2 separate regions of the Dromaius novaehollandiae genome follow, and region 1 is linked to region 2. The links are chromatin contacts, called in public Hi-C maps. All regions are on one chromosome and are shown on one strand. Each heading gives the region's core, a stretch centred on a gene start, on an enhancer-like site or on the middle of the called end of the contact. The rest is flanking DNA. Distances are from core to core; before and after follow the strand shown. Region 1 holds the start of YWHAQ (tyrosine 3-monooxygenase/tryptophan 5-monooxygenase activation protein theta). Region 2 holds the start of TAF1B (TATA-box binding protein associated factor, RNA polymerase I subunit B).

What was found. Hi-C and Micro-C count contacts between places; a contact is called where the count stands out from the background.
Region 1: a Hi-C map of brain shows a contact between it and region 2, with 2.3 times the contacts expected there. The contact joins the promoter of YWHAQ here to the promoter of TAF1B in region 2. A contact is called at or near these places in 2 of 4 Hi-C or Micro-C datasets (brain and liver).

The regions. Positions count from the first base shown.
Region 1 is chr3:17,479,861-17,486,229 of bDroNov1.hap1, reverse strand. YWHAQ (tyrosine 3-monooxygenase/tryptophan 5-monooxygenase activation protein theta) reads right to left here and starts at 2,615. Exons shown (of 6, transcript XM_064508472.1): 1 at 2,458-2,615; 2 at 865-1,248. The coding sequence starts at 1,158. It overlaps LOC112981526 (a long non-coding RNA gene), which reads left to right and starts at 2,990. Exons shown (of 3, transcript XR_010388192.1): 1 at 2,990-3,297; 2 at 4,434-6,163; 3 at 6,299-6,369.
Region 2 is chr3:17,334,298-17,340,421 of bDroNov1.hap1, reverse strand. TAF1B (TATA-box binding protein associated factor, RNA polymerase I subunit B) reads left to right here and starts at 3,230. Exons shown (of 15, transcript XM_064508471.1): 1 at 3,230-3,350; 2 at 4,139-4,237; 3 at 4,765-4,852. The coding sequence starts at 3,336.

The DNA.
Region 1 (6,369 bases), core at 1,366-3,865, 150 kb before region 2:
TGTAATAAAGCCACTAAAGATTGTGTGCCACACAATTCTTAGTGCATTACGTATGTCCAGCTTTCTGCAGCCAGAACTCCCTGATCATGTAGAACAGGGCAACACACATTCAGCCCCCACCACAGTGCAGTGTACTTTCACTATCAATAGCACCTGGAATTCTGCAGCTTATAGAGCAAATTCTGTATTCCTGGGCTTCTTTGCCTGCTCAGGTGTGTTATGTCAGTCTTTAAACCTTGGTCTTACATTATTCGATATCTACAGCAACTTCATTGTAAAGATCCACTGAAAAGTCAACTTGAACGTGACAAGGCCAATTTCTATCCTCAGTAAAGATGTTTTACTTTATAAAACTCACACTTCTATATAAAAAGAAAATTCTCAAAATGTCTCTTACAACCCTCTAGAGAATTCTTTTCTTTGCAAGAAAAAGTAAGTGAAAGAAACACACACCCAGTTACTTTAAATGCTTTTAACAATTTATTGGCTCTGATCTGAAGAAAAAAAAAAAAGATCTCATTTTCTTTTCAGATTATCTTATAAATAGATAAGCTTACTAACCACAGTGCAAACTGACATGAGACCAAGTCTCTGTGACTCTGCAATTACATAGAGCAATACTGCATGTGGATCTCAAATACCTCTGTATGTGCTCTGCAGCACAGATGATCTTCCTCCTTACACTAACCCTCACAACAGTTGCAGAAGTTACAACATTGACTTCCCCTACCCCAGCATTATATTACACATGACATTCCTCAGCCAGCTTCCCAGTCCTTCCTCAGTACAGCAGCGTACATGAATACTTTGTTTCTCTCAAACACAAGAAGACAAAAAAAAAAAAAAAAGAAAATTCCCACTCACCAGCACCGTGGTGCAGATGGACCTGAGCTCAGACTCCACCTTCTCCCGATAGTCCTTGATAAGCTGCATCTTCTTGTCACTGGTGTCTGTCTTCTGCTCAATGCTAGAGATGACCCTCCAGGCAGAGCGCCGCCCCCCCACTACGTTCTTGTAGGCCACTGAGAGCAGATTGCGCTCCTCGTTGGACAGCTCAGCACCTTGCTCGGTTACTGCCTTCATGCAGGTGGCCATATCATCATAGCGCTCAGCTTGCTCAGCCAGCTTGGCTTTCTGGATCAACTCGGTCTTATCCATGGTGGCTGGCAGAGGGGCGAGAGCGGTATAGTAGCAAGAGCAGGAGAAGCCGGGGATGTCACACTCTCAAGAAGAGAACGCCCTCAAAACCTGCCAGAAAAAAGACAGTAAACATGATTCTGGGTTCAAGTGATACAGAATGTGATCTTATGCTGCGCCTCACAACTAAGACTGTAGCAAGTCTTGTATCCTCTTCCCCATCTCCAGGAGCATCTCCTGGATTGAAGGACTGGCAGCATCCTGCTCTTCCATGTAGAGCTAGTGGGAGAGGCACTAGTCTCAAGGGCCCACCCCCAGGGAAATTACAACCTAGAAACTGAACTGGGGAAGGCACACTCAGCTCTACCCAGAGGACAGCAGCCTAAAGAACAAGAACTGGAAATAGCTATCTTCTCACAGCTGGCTTTTTGTCCTCACCCTGCTTTCCTTCTTTGCCCCAAGCAAACATATTAACATGCTGCTTAACGAGGGCCTTGAGAAAGATACCTAGCCACCCGAAGTCCATCCTCAGCACACCATTCACCCTGCAGGTGAGTGCTGAAGAAGGATGGGGTACGCCAAAGCCATCACAAGAGGCTGGGACCAGCGAAAAATAAATAAATAAATGAATAAACGCGATAAGCTTGCCAATGGGAACGCAAGGAAGGGTTCAAAAATAAACCGGCGAAAAGCGAGGGGAGCCCGGGACACGCGCGGGGCGGGAAGCTTGGCGAGGAGGCCCGTGTCTCCCGGGCGCCGCTCGCGGAGACCCGCGGGGCGGGGGAGGCCGAGGGACCTGGGCGAGGCCCGGGCGGGGCGGGGCGGCCGGGCTGGGGCCCCGCGCCGCGCCGGCCCCGGGCAGCTTCGCCTCCTGGCGGCGGGGCGCAGCGCCACAGGGACCCGGCCTCCCCGCCTCCGCGGCGCCCCAGCCCCAGGACGGCGGCCCCCAGCGCCGCGGGGGGCGCGGCGGCGGCGGCTCCGCATTCCCGGGCGGGCGGGGAACACTATGGCACGGCAGTGGGTGGGGTCTCGGCCTGGGCGGGGGCCCGGCGGCTCCACACCGCGGCCGGCCGCGTCCCCAGGGACAGCGGGGGGGCGAGGGGGCGGCGGAGTGAGCGGCGAGGGCGCCGGAGGCCGTCCCCGCGGCGGCAGGGCGGAAAGAGGAAGCCGGCGGCCCCGCCGGGTGCGAAATGGCGGCGCTGGCTGGCTGCACCTCCCGCTCCCCGGGGCCGCCGAGGACTCGCACGCCTCGCTCACAAAATGGAGGACGCGGCGGCGCGGAGCCCGCTCCCGCTGCCAGGCGCGCGGCGCCCCGCTCACCTGAGTCCGCGCGCTAGGCCGGGCCGGCTGGCGCCACCGGATCGGCTGCCTCGCTCGGGGCTGTGGCGGAGAGAAAGAGCCGCTCCCGTCCCAGGCAAGAGCCAGCGCTAAAGGGCGTTGGCACAGGCAAGCCTACCCGCTGCTCAACCCGCGCCCACGCGGCCAATCAGAGCCTGTCCTCCGCGCCCGGCCCCGCCCCTTCGCGCCGCGGCAGCCAATCTGAGCGCAGCGCGCCGCCGCGGGGGCGAGCGCAGGCAGGGCACAAGCTCGGTTGGCCCGTGGGCTGCGGCTGGGGCCACGGGGTTTCCTCCAATTAGATCCAGGGTGAGATGACGTCACTGTCGCCATGGTGATGCTGCTACAACCCCTTCCACCCCCCCCGCGCTGGCACGTTCCCCCTCCCCCCGCACCCCCCCTTCCCCGGCAGTCCGGGCTCTGTCGCGGCACGAGACAGTGCGGGGGCGCGGCCGGGGCGGCTCGTGCGGCGGGGGGGGCGGCCCTGGTGGCGCGAGGGGCCGCGGCGCGCGCCCGCGGGGGGAGGGGAGCGGAGGAAGCGGCCGGGCGCTGCCGGGCGGGAGGCGCCGGCCGGGGCGGGGTCGCGCTGGCGGCGGGGCGGGGGCTCCGCGAGGGGGCCGCCAGGCGGGGGCCGCCCCCCCCCCCGCGCCCCCTCCGCCTCCCGAGAAGGCCGCGGCCGCTCTTCCGCCTGCAGCCCGAGGCGCCCCACCCGGCTCCCCTCCGCTCGCCTCGGCCCCCGGCACCCGCCGGGCGGGAGCCGCCCAGGGCCCCGCGGCCCCCCGGCCGTGGCCGGGCTGGGAAGCGGCGCCGCTGGGGGGCGGGGGGGTGAGAGGGCGCGTGAGGGCCGTGTGGGCGAGGTGCCAGGGCGCACTGGGGGGCGGAGGCGTGGGTGCGGCACCGGTGCTGGGAGATGCAGCAAATGGGGGCTTTGGGGCGACTTTTTGGTGGTCGCCAGCGCCAGCAGCGGTTGGCTCAGGCTGCTGAGGCTCCATTTGGCGGCGTCGGTGGAGCAGTGTTAGAAGCGTGCGCTTGCACGACGGGATGCTCCCCTTTCCCCAGGGTGAGCGGGCCATGGTGGCTGGCTTTCTCCCTGGTCTCGGACACGTAGGCCTGCGTCTCGCTCTCACGGTAGAGGCAGGAGGATAATGGTCTGGTGAGAGTGAGGTAGCTCTGACGAAGGGAGTTATGATGCCCTTTCGGAACAACTGGTTTGGGATGAGGTGTGTCGTCCTTAGGCCAGGGAGAAGAAAGAATCGATAAGGTCTGTCATGCATTCCTCCCTGTTTCTTAACCTAATGATAAGTCTGGAGGAGTTTCTTTTTGTCAGGAGTAGTTGCTCTGGTGCTGGAGACTCATATCCTGACATGCAGTATTCTCAATGACAGATTTTTCAAAAGCCATTTCTAAGTCACTATGAAACTATTGTGACTGTGCTTTGCCCTTAAGGTCTGGGTGAGAGGAAGGTTGAGTTTTAAAGATGTGATATTGCTGTGATCATGAGGCCCAGGGCAGGGGAAGGCAAGTGTTTGGCTTAAGCAACGATCAGTATATTTGCCTTTTTTCCTTCGTTCCATCTGGAGTTAATTCTCAGGAGGTCAGAGGTACAATGGACAGAGATTAGAATTTTAGGTTTGTGCTTTTACCTAGTGGATAATAAAATGCTGTCCATCCATGAATTAATAAATGTGAGGCAACTATTGTTGCATGTGTTTTCAAAATGCTAATTGGATGGTGGTCTTCATGCTTTAGCACGATTTTTTCTAGACTTCCACTGCCTGAGTCTGGAAGGAAGTGGTAAAGAGATAGTGGGTTCGTGTTATTTGCCACAACATTCAGCATACAAAATCCAGGTGTGGATCAGATACTGCCTGTCAGGCCTTAGGCTAGTTTGGGTTCACAAATGTCTGTGCAGTACAAAGTCTCTCTGTTGAAATGATGAAATTTCTCACCTTTGATTTCAGCGTTGCCAAATATAGTAATGTTCAGCAACTTCAGCGTCCAGATGGGATGATGAATTCTCTGAATCAACCTCAGGATATTGTCTCAGCTCATAAAGTTCTTGATCTTTGTTTGGACTAGAACTGAGATTATATATGTGGAAATTAGGTCTATGCTGTGAAGAATCCATTATTTGTCCTTGTCATGTAAGTTCGGGCATTTATTCCATTATAGCAAAGGACCTATTGATAATACCCTGTTCAAAGTTAATGAAATTCTGTCATAAAGCCTTATGGAAATATATAACTTATCTCAGAAATTACTGTCCTGGCAACTTGCTACAGTTTTATGTTGCCTTTTTGTTCTTCGTTGTCAATAGGATATTCCCTCATTTTCACCTAAGTGCCTCATGATCACCTCCGTTTACATATGAAGTGAAAGTGGTAAGAAAGAACAACTAAATCAAAATTGACCAATTGCACCACAGAAGCTTTCTGGGTTAATGTTGTGTCTCCATCAGAGATAAAAGAAACTATTCCACCTCTAAAGCATGGATAAATGGATTTTATTGGAGCAAATCTGACCTAATCAAAAGCAAAGAGGACCTAATCAAGACTACTTCCTTCACTGTTTCTCCTCAAAAATTAGGACGATATTAGAATTACAGTCTGCCATACAATTTAGTTTGCACATCTCTCCCACCCATTGTAGGCTTGCATTAAGACATGCAGGACCATCATGAAAAAAAATGGGAAGTGCTGGGCATAGCAAGTCATAGGCACAGAGGACTTGATAACAGCTGTGCGATGAGTCTGGACTTAGCTGCAGGTATCCTGTAGAGTCTACTATACGTGTGCAGGTCGGCTGCATGGCCTGTGTGTCTGGCTTCAGACCTATTATGTGTTGTGGCTGCTGTCTAGGTCTCTTCAAATTGGGGTCATGTAGATTTATGTGCCTTAAGACTGCATCATGATATGGTCTTTAATGACAATGCTAGTTTCCCTAGAGGAACCCTGTCTCACGGTGGGGATAATGTTCTTTGGAGAGCTTTTCTGAGAGGAGGCTAGAATAATTTCTTACCTTTAGTTTAGCAATGTAAAGGCTAAGAGGAGGTCTGATGTCTCAAAAGGAGTAAACAACAAGATTGGACAATTGTGATTTAAATTGAAGACAAATATGTATAAACTGTCTGTTAATGAATTTAGGCCAAGAATTAGAAGATCCTGGCTTCTCAGAGCAATGGGGTTGTGGAACAGCTTTCTCTTATTGAGAGCAAGAAGCCCACCTACTCTGAAGGTGGACAGCTTATGAGAAGGATTGTGTGGTGTAGTTGCCTGAGATAACAGTAGACTAAAGTCCAGAAGCTTTCCAATTCTGTGTTTCTATTAAATATTTCTTTTAATGCTTACTTTGTGTATATTTTAATGTACAGTTTACTGCACAGCATTATATTTCATTGAATCTAAAATTATTAATTTCCTTTAAGGCTTTTCAGGAGTGCTGTTGCTCTACTAAACATGAATGACTTTGTAACACGGTTATGAAATGGATGGTGTTATCATATCTTACATCCAGGAAATTAAAAATATCAGCACTTCTAGATACATATATGAAGAAACTGAAGACCTTCATTTCCAGAGTAGAAAACATTTTATACTATTTGACGTATACTGAAAGTCCACCTCCTACTGACTTCAGGTGTACCTGCAGGTTCAGCATCTCTGCAACTCATGCCACAGATTACTTAAATGAGGTAGGGGAGACAATGGGAAATGTGTAATGCAAATTCCTTAGAATTACATGCGAACTTTAGGACAGAGTTGGAATCCAGTTTTCTAGAGCTTCAGTCATCTGTCGTAACTATAAGACTCTCCTTTTGTTCTGGCAGATCCTGCCTCCTCCATCACATGCCTTTCATCTCTGCAGCAAGTGAGGTAGAAATGCTGCAGACAACAGCTT
Region 2 (6,124 bases), core at 1,981-4,480:
GGGGCATATTTTCAGTTTTTCCACAGCAGGGCTAGAAATGTACTTAAAAAATAAAGTTTGAGAGCTGAAGCTGTAAAATAAACACTAAACATCACAAGGCAATGCTGGGTGTGCCTAAGCTGTAACATTAAATTCAAGCTTCTTGTCGCTTCCTTCAAAGCTCTGTTCAGCTCAGCCCCTCCCTGGTTATCCGCCCCTGCTGGGCTTGCTGCAACCCCTGCTCTCCGCTGCTGTTCCCACCTTCGTCTGCTCTCGTGTTAGCCTCCTGCACAACTGTCTCTCTGTGGCTTTCTCTCCTCTGCACTTCTGCTTGGAACAGCTTTTCCCCTTGACCCTTTCCATATTGCAGTCTCTCCTAAAGATTGCTTAGAGTGACATCATCTGGTTTGGCTAAAAGCACCTATTTCTTGTTTTCCTAATTTTCCTTTGTTTTCTTTAAATACGAGTTGTTCCATGGAGAGACTTCCCTTTTCTGAAGGTACAGAAATCAAACTATAGGTGCTAATAACTATGCACATTTTTCTATAAACTAGCTTCTGGTAGATCTGCCCAGTGTTAAATCTTCACAATCTTTAGAGCAGCTGAGGTTGCTTTTCTGCTCTGACCCCCTTACAGTAGGTGTCTGACAAGGAACAAAGTGTATGTTGGACTCTTGGGAGAATCTCTGTTAAAGAAGTTCACGTCCTGGAACCAACAGTTTCATGCGCTGTATCCGGAGGGACAGGCTAAGGGACATGTCACTCAGTTCAATGTGCAGTTTTTGCTTGTTCACATGTAAAAAATCTGCAGTCAAGAACCAGAAATGTGATACCAGCAAAGGAACCCAGTTCATTACAAATTCAAACCAATGGAAACAACAGGACGTATTATTTATCTAAGCCTTGAATCAATCTGACTACTATGCATAATGATCTTCATTAGAAAAGTTGAGCTGAAGTAGGAAGACAGTCTGTCTCCTAGCTTTGAAATTATCATACCCCTATCTATCAGTATGCTTGGGTAACTTGTAATTAGGGACAAAGGTTACACATAATTTTACATGCTGAAAAACCGGTTTTATACATGTCACTTCAAAAAATATTTAAGAAATAGATACATGACTTGCTACCCCCACTGCGCTTCGAATTTTTGCTCTTAGATTACTAGTCTGCACTAATTACTTGATGGACTTAAGAAATACTTATACAACCTTTGCGGTTATATGGAGCCGCAAATACTAATACATAACTGGTAGTATCCATATCAGTCTTTGTATAACTTTTCTTTATGGATCTCAAATTACCTTCCAAAGTCTAGTGGCTTTTTATATCTCTAGTTCACTTCTGTGGAAAACGTAGCTCAGAAAAGTTAAGTGGATGGTCCAAAACCTGAGAAAGTGCTTGCCCGTTCAAAACTTTACTGGCATGTTACATCAGCCCTTAATTATACTGGTATAGCTCCCCACACAGTTGGTCATACTTTTCTTCTTTTCTGGTTTATCTTCAGTTGCTGTCCCTGAAAATGAAGGCGTCTAGTTTTGACAAACTGGCAAAGTTGTATGATTAAGCTTTCTTTGCAATAGTGTTGATTGGCTGTAATGAGAAAAAAAACAGTCCTAACTCCAAGGTCCTGCCTCATCAAAGCAGTTATTGCCTTGCTTAATTTAAGTAAGTTATTCCGTCTCGATAAATCCGCTGAGTAGGCCCATTGACTATGCGCAGTGCCAAGTGAAACATGAAAACAGCTGTTGGTAGGATCAATACCTTATCTTCCAAACTACAACACAAGTCTTCCTGTTTTATCATAGATATAGTTACTCTGATTTTTTTCAAGATAGTATTTCATCTTAAAAATTCATTAGAAAAAGATCAAACTCCTTCCATCAAATGAAATGGTCCTGCTTTCCCAGAACAGTATTTTCACAAACAAAAAATATGGAAATCAAAATCACAAGTAGGATCTGTTTCATCAAAGTATTAGCTACGTTTCTGTGAGGTTGACAATCACCTTTTTAGCATGTCAGGAATTATATGCATAATTCTCTTTAATGGGTGTTACAAATGTTCATCCTACACTGAAAAAAGATCACAGTTGGTATGAGTAATAACTTTTTTCTTGAACATAAAGAGTTCCCCTCTAGCTCTGTACGTATGCTCCAACATCAATGCAACCACAGCTGTCAAGGGAGCCTCACCTCTCTCTATGTATATTTTAGCTTTAATTTTTTCCCATGCTTTCACTTAGTGGACTTTTTTTTTTTTAAGGGACCTAAACCTGTTCTCCAGTTTTGTGGGCAAATTCCTTGCAATAACAAATCTCAGTATTTAGACATCTTTAAACATTATTATTAGCATACAAGAAATTAGAGACCTACATTAAGATTTGGAGGTTTGGGGTTTTTTTAATTGAAAGTGGACTTGAAATCATAGTTTCCCTCATTCAAGAATCTCCAAGCACTTTACACAGCTAAATGAATTGTCATGGTCTCCTTTTGCAGGAGGAATAATAGTGCCCCTGTCAGCAGCTCAGCACAGCTGCAGCAGTAACAACACACGCGTGTCCGCCCAGTGCGAGTCCAGGGTGCCACAGGAGCTCCGTGGGGAGGGACAAGGCAGTTTGGGGGTGGAGGGGCCTCTGTCCTCTCCAGTCCCCCTCCCCTCAGCAGGGAAGTGCCCCACGTCCCTGCAGTGTCTGAGCGCCCCAGTCCCTTCAGTGTTCAAGTGCCCCATGTTCCCTTGGTGCTTGAGTACGTGTCCCCTCAGGGTCTGGGTGCCCCATGTCCCCTCAGTGCTTGAGGGCCCCATGTCCCCTCAGGGCCTGGGTGCCCCATGTCCCCTCAGTGCTTGAGTACACGTCCCCTCAGGGGCTGAGTGCCTCATGTCCCCTCAGTGTTTGAGGACGCCATGTCCCCTCAGGGTATGGGTGCCTCATGTCCCCTCCTGGAGAAGCGCCCTCGTGGGGAGCTCCTCACGTTCCCTCGGCGTCTGAGTGCCCCACGTCCCTTCAGCAGCAAAGTGCCGCGTGCCCCTTGGTGCTGGAGCGCCCCACGTCTCCCCAGGGGCCTCTCGGCCCCACGCCAGCCCGGCTGGCGGCTCCCGGGCGAGGGGACCTGGGGGAAGAAGGGAGGGAGCCCCCCGGACAAGGCCACCCGGGGCGCAGCGCTGGGCAGGGCCACGGCGCCGGGCACGGTGCGGAGCGGGAGGGGGGCGCATCCGCGGCGCGGCTCCCGAGACACGCGGCCTGGGGCCGCGGCGGGGCCGGAACGCGAGTGCGAGAGCTGCTGTTTCCGGGGGCGGCCCGCGGCGCGGCGCCCGGCGGCGTTGCCATGGTGGAGGCCGCGGGGCGGCGGTGCTGGCATGGAGGAGGCCGCGGTGCGGGGCGGGCGGGCGGCGTCCGGGTGGGGGGCCGGGGCGAGGGGGCGGCTGGTTTCGCTGCGGTGGGGGAGGCTGGCGGAGCGCGGCGGCGGCCCGGCCCGGCCCGGCGCAGGGGAGCAGCGGCGGCGCCGTGGCCGTGCCCTGCCCGCAGCCGCCCGCGGCGGGGCCCGGCCGGGGCCGCCCTCGGCGGCGGCGGTGCCGGCGCCGGAGCCCGCGGCGGCAGCGGCGGCTGCTCTCCCTGCTCTGAATTTCGCCGCCCGACCCCGAAATCAGCTGCCTTCCCCAACCCGCCTGCCTAGGGTGCTTCCAGCAAACGTTTTCCCTGTTGGTTTCCCTCTTTTCTCCTGCCTGCCCGCGGGACACCATAACTTCCCTGAGTAATCTCCCTTTTCCGCGGTATGTCTCTCCACTTACCTGTGCAGGCTTCCTGCCGTGGCACGTATTTCTTCACTGTTCAGAAGGGCATTACTTTCATCTCCCACCGCCTACTTTTCATCTCTTCTTCTAGTTCTGATTTTTATTTTTACGTCATGTGTTCTAGGTGTAGATTATTACTCCCTTGTGCTCACATACACAAAATTTGATGCCTGTCAGCTGAAGAAGTTATTTGTTCTCTTATCTGTAGCTGACAGTGAATGCTATGATTACTCGTTATTTAGTTACAGCTAACATAAAGGGCAGAAATATTCTGTTCTGTAAGTAATCTGAAAAGCTGTGCAGTAGGCCCGTAATAGTGTTATTTGTTCTACTTGAACACATATGAAACTAATCTTTTTTTCTTTTAGGAAGATTATCATGAACGCTGTGTACAGTGTTCAGAAGTAAACTGGGGTCTCACTGATGGAGGCAGATTTTATTGCAGAACTTGCCACAATGTTATAGAGGTAAAAAGCCAAGCTGCTGTCTTTGGGAAGGGCATTTCTCTGGTTGTTTCTTGTTTTTAAGAAAATGTTCGATTTTGCTCCTTGGCATTAGAAGTTGAAGGCAGTATTGCCAATCTCCCATTTTCATGCTTTACTTAATGCTGTTTGAAACTACTATTACTTCAAATCAAAATGTAGAGCGCCAGTTTCAGAAAACTCACAAGTTTTAAAATGCACTAGGTTAAGACAGCATTTTACTGTAGCTAGAGCGCCGGTATGCAGTGTAGGTGCACAAGAAGTGTTGCGTGGGTGTTGCTGCACTTCATGGCAGTGCCCATGTAGACAAACCCTGATGTATGTCACCTGTCTTTCCAGGATGGTAGTTCTCTATTTTTGCTTTTCCTGAATAGAAGGTTCAGAATGTTTTGTGAATTATTCTGGGTTTCGATTTTGAGATTTGATCAAGTTCCTCCATTGTTTTATGATGGAGCAATCTGTGCAAGTTAGACCTGGCCTTTTCCTTACTGACATATGTTACTGTTTTGCAGAGAACTAGAGAAGTTGTAAATACTGATGTTATTTCTAACACAAGAGTCCAGACGATCTCCAGAGGTTTAAGAAAGCAGGAAAAAACTGGTATGTATATCCTTCTCTCCCTGTTTTGCATAAATAAGAATGACTGTAGTGGGTCAGATCAAAAGTTCACATAGTAAATTATGTCTTAGCCAAAAGTAGATAGCTAGGGAAGACTGTAAGAACAGGAACATAGTACACCCCACAAACACTGTCAGCACCTTCAGCAGTCCAACTGCAGTGACTTCCTGAGTGGCAAGTGACCTCTGAGAACTTTGTTTTTTCCACTGAATATAATTATATGTTACCTTTTGTCAGTTGTATTTGTGTGAGCCCATGCTCATTGAAGGTACCTGTGGCATTCATTCAGTTGTGGTGATCGTTTTATTTCTTCCTTGTGATGACTGTAAACAGGAAAGTTGTCTGTGCTCATAGGTGAGGTATAACAGTGGTCCCGCTCTTAGAATCTATTGTGTTACAGGTGCTTGGCCCTGTAATCTACACACAAACCTACATGTAAGAGTTTTCATACAGTTATGGTAGTTAAATGTTACATCTTTCATCCTGAGTTACTTCTATGCTTTTTATTTCATGATTCAAAAGAATAGTAGTCATTACATATGATAATATGCTATAAGGATGTCATGGTAAGGCTGCTGCTGAAACTATGTATACTGAGATGTTTGGATAGATGTTTTAGTGTTGTAGTCACTTCCCTTGAAAAAGCAAAAATAAATTACAGTGCTAAATAAAGCGTGGGGTATCTGTCTTTGTGATATGCTAACGTCTCTTCACTGTACTGTGATGACAGCAGATTACTGCGTTCTTTGAAAAGAACTATTGTGGGAAGGTGAAGGGAGGTGTGAAAAGGGAGCAACGTTAACAGCTCCACCTGTCTTTATCCTGTCTTGCTCCTAAAGTCTGAGCCTTGTACCATTTCTTGCTTTTTACTTCTCCTGTGAGAGGTCTCATTAGCCATCCCCCCAGCTTCCTTCAAAAGAAATCCTTAGCTTCATGCCGTCAGTTCCTTCTGTGAGTGCAGTTACAGTATACTCTTACAGCTTGTTTACCCCATGTGTATAGGAGTAAGCGAGATCTACAGTAAACAGTTAAAGCCAACATCATTAAAGCATGACAGAAACTTTGGGCAGATAAGTTTTAAGATGGTGAGGTTCAAGGGGAGTTACTAAAGCAGACATTTGAAATACGTGATAAGGAAGGAGGATATTTTATTACCTAATAGTAGATTGGAAGGAAACATAAGGAAGTATAGGTATGGTGGGAATGAAAAGGAAGTTGAGAAATGCAGAGAAAATTCATAAGACCAAAAAGCCT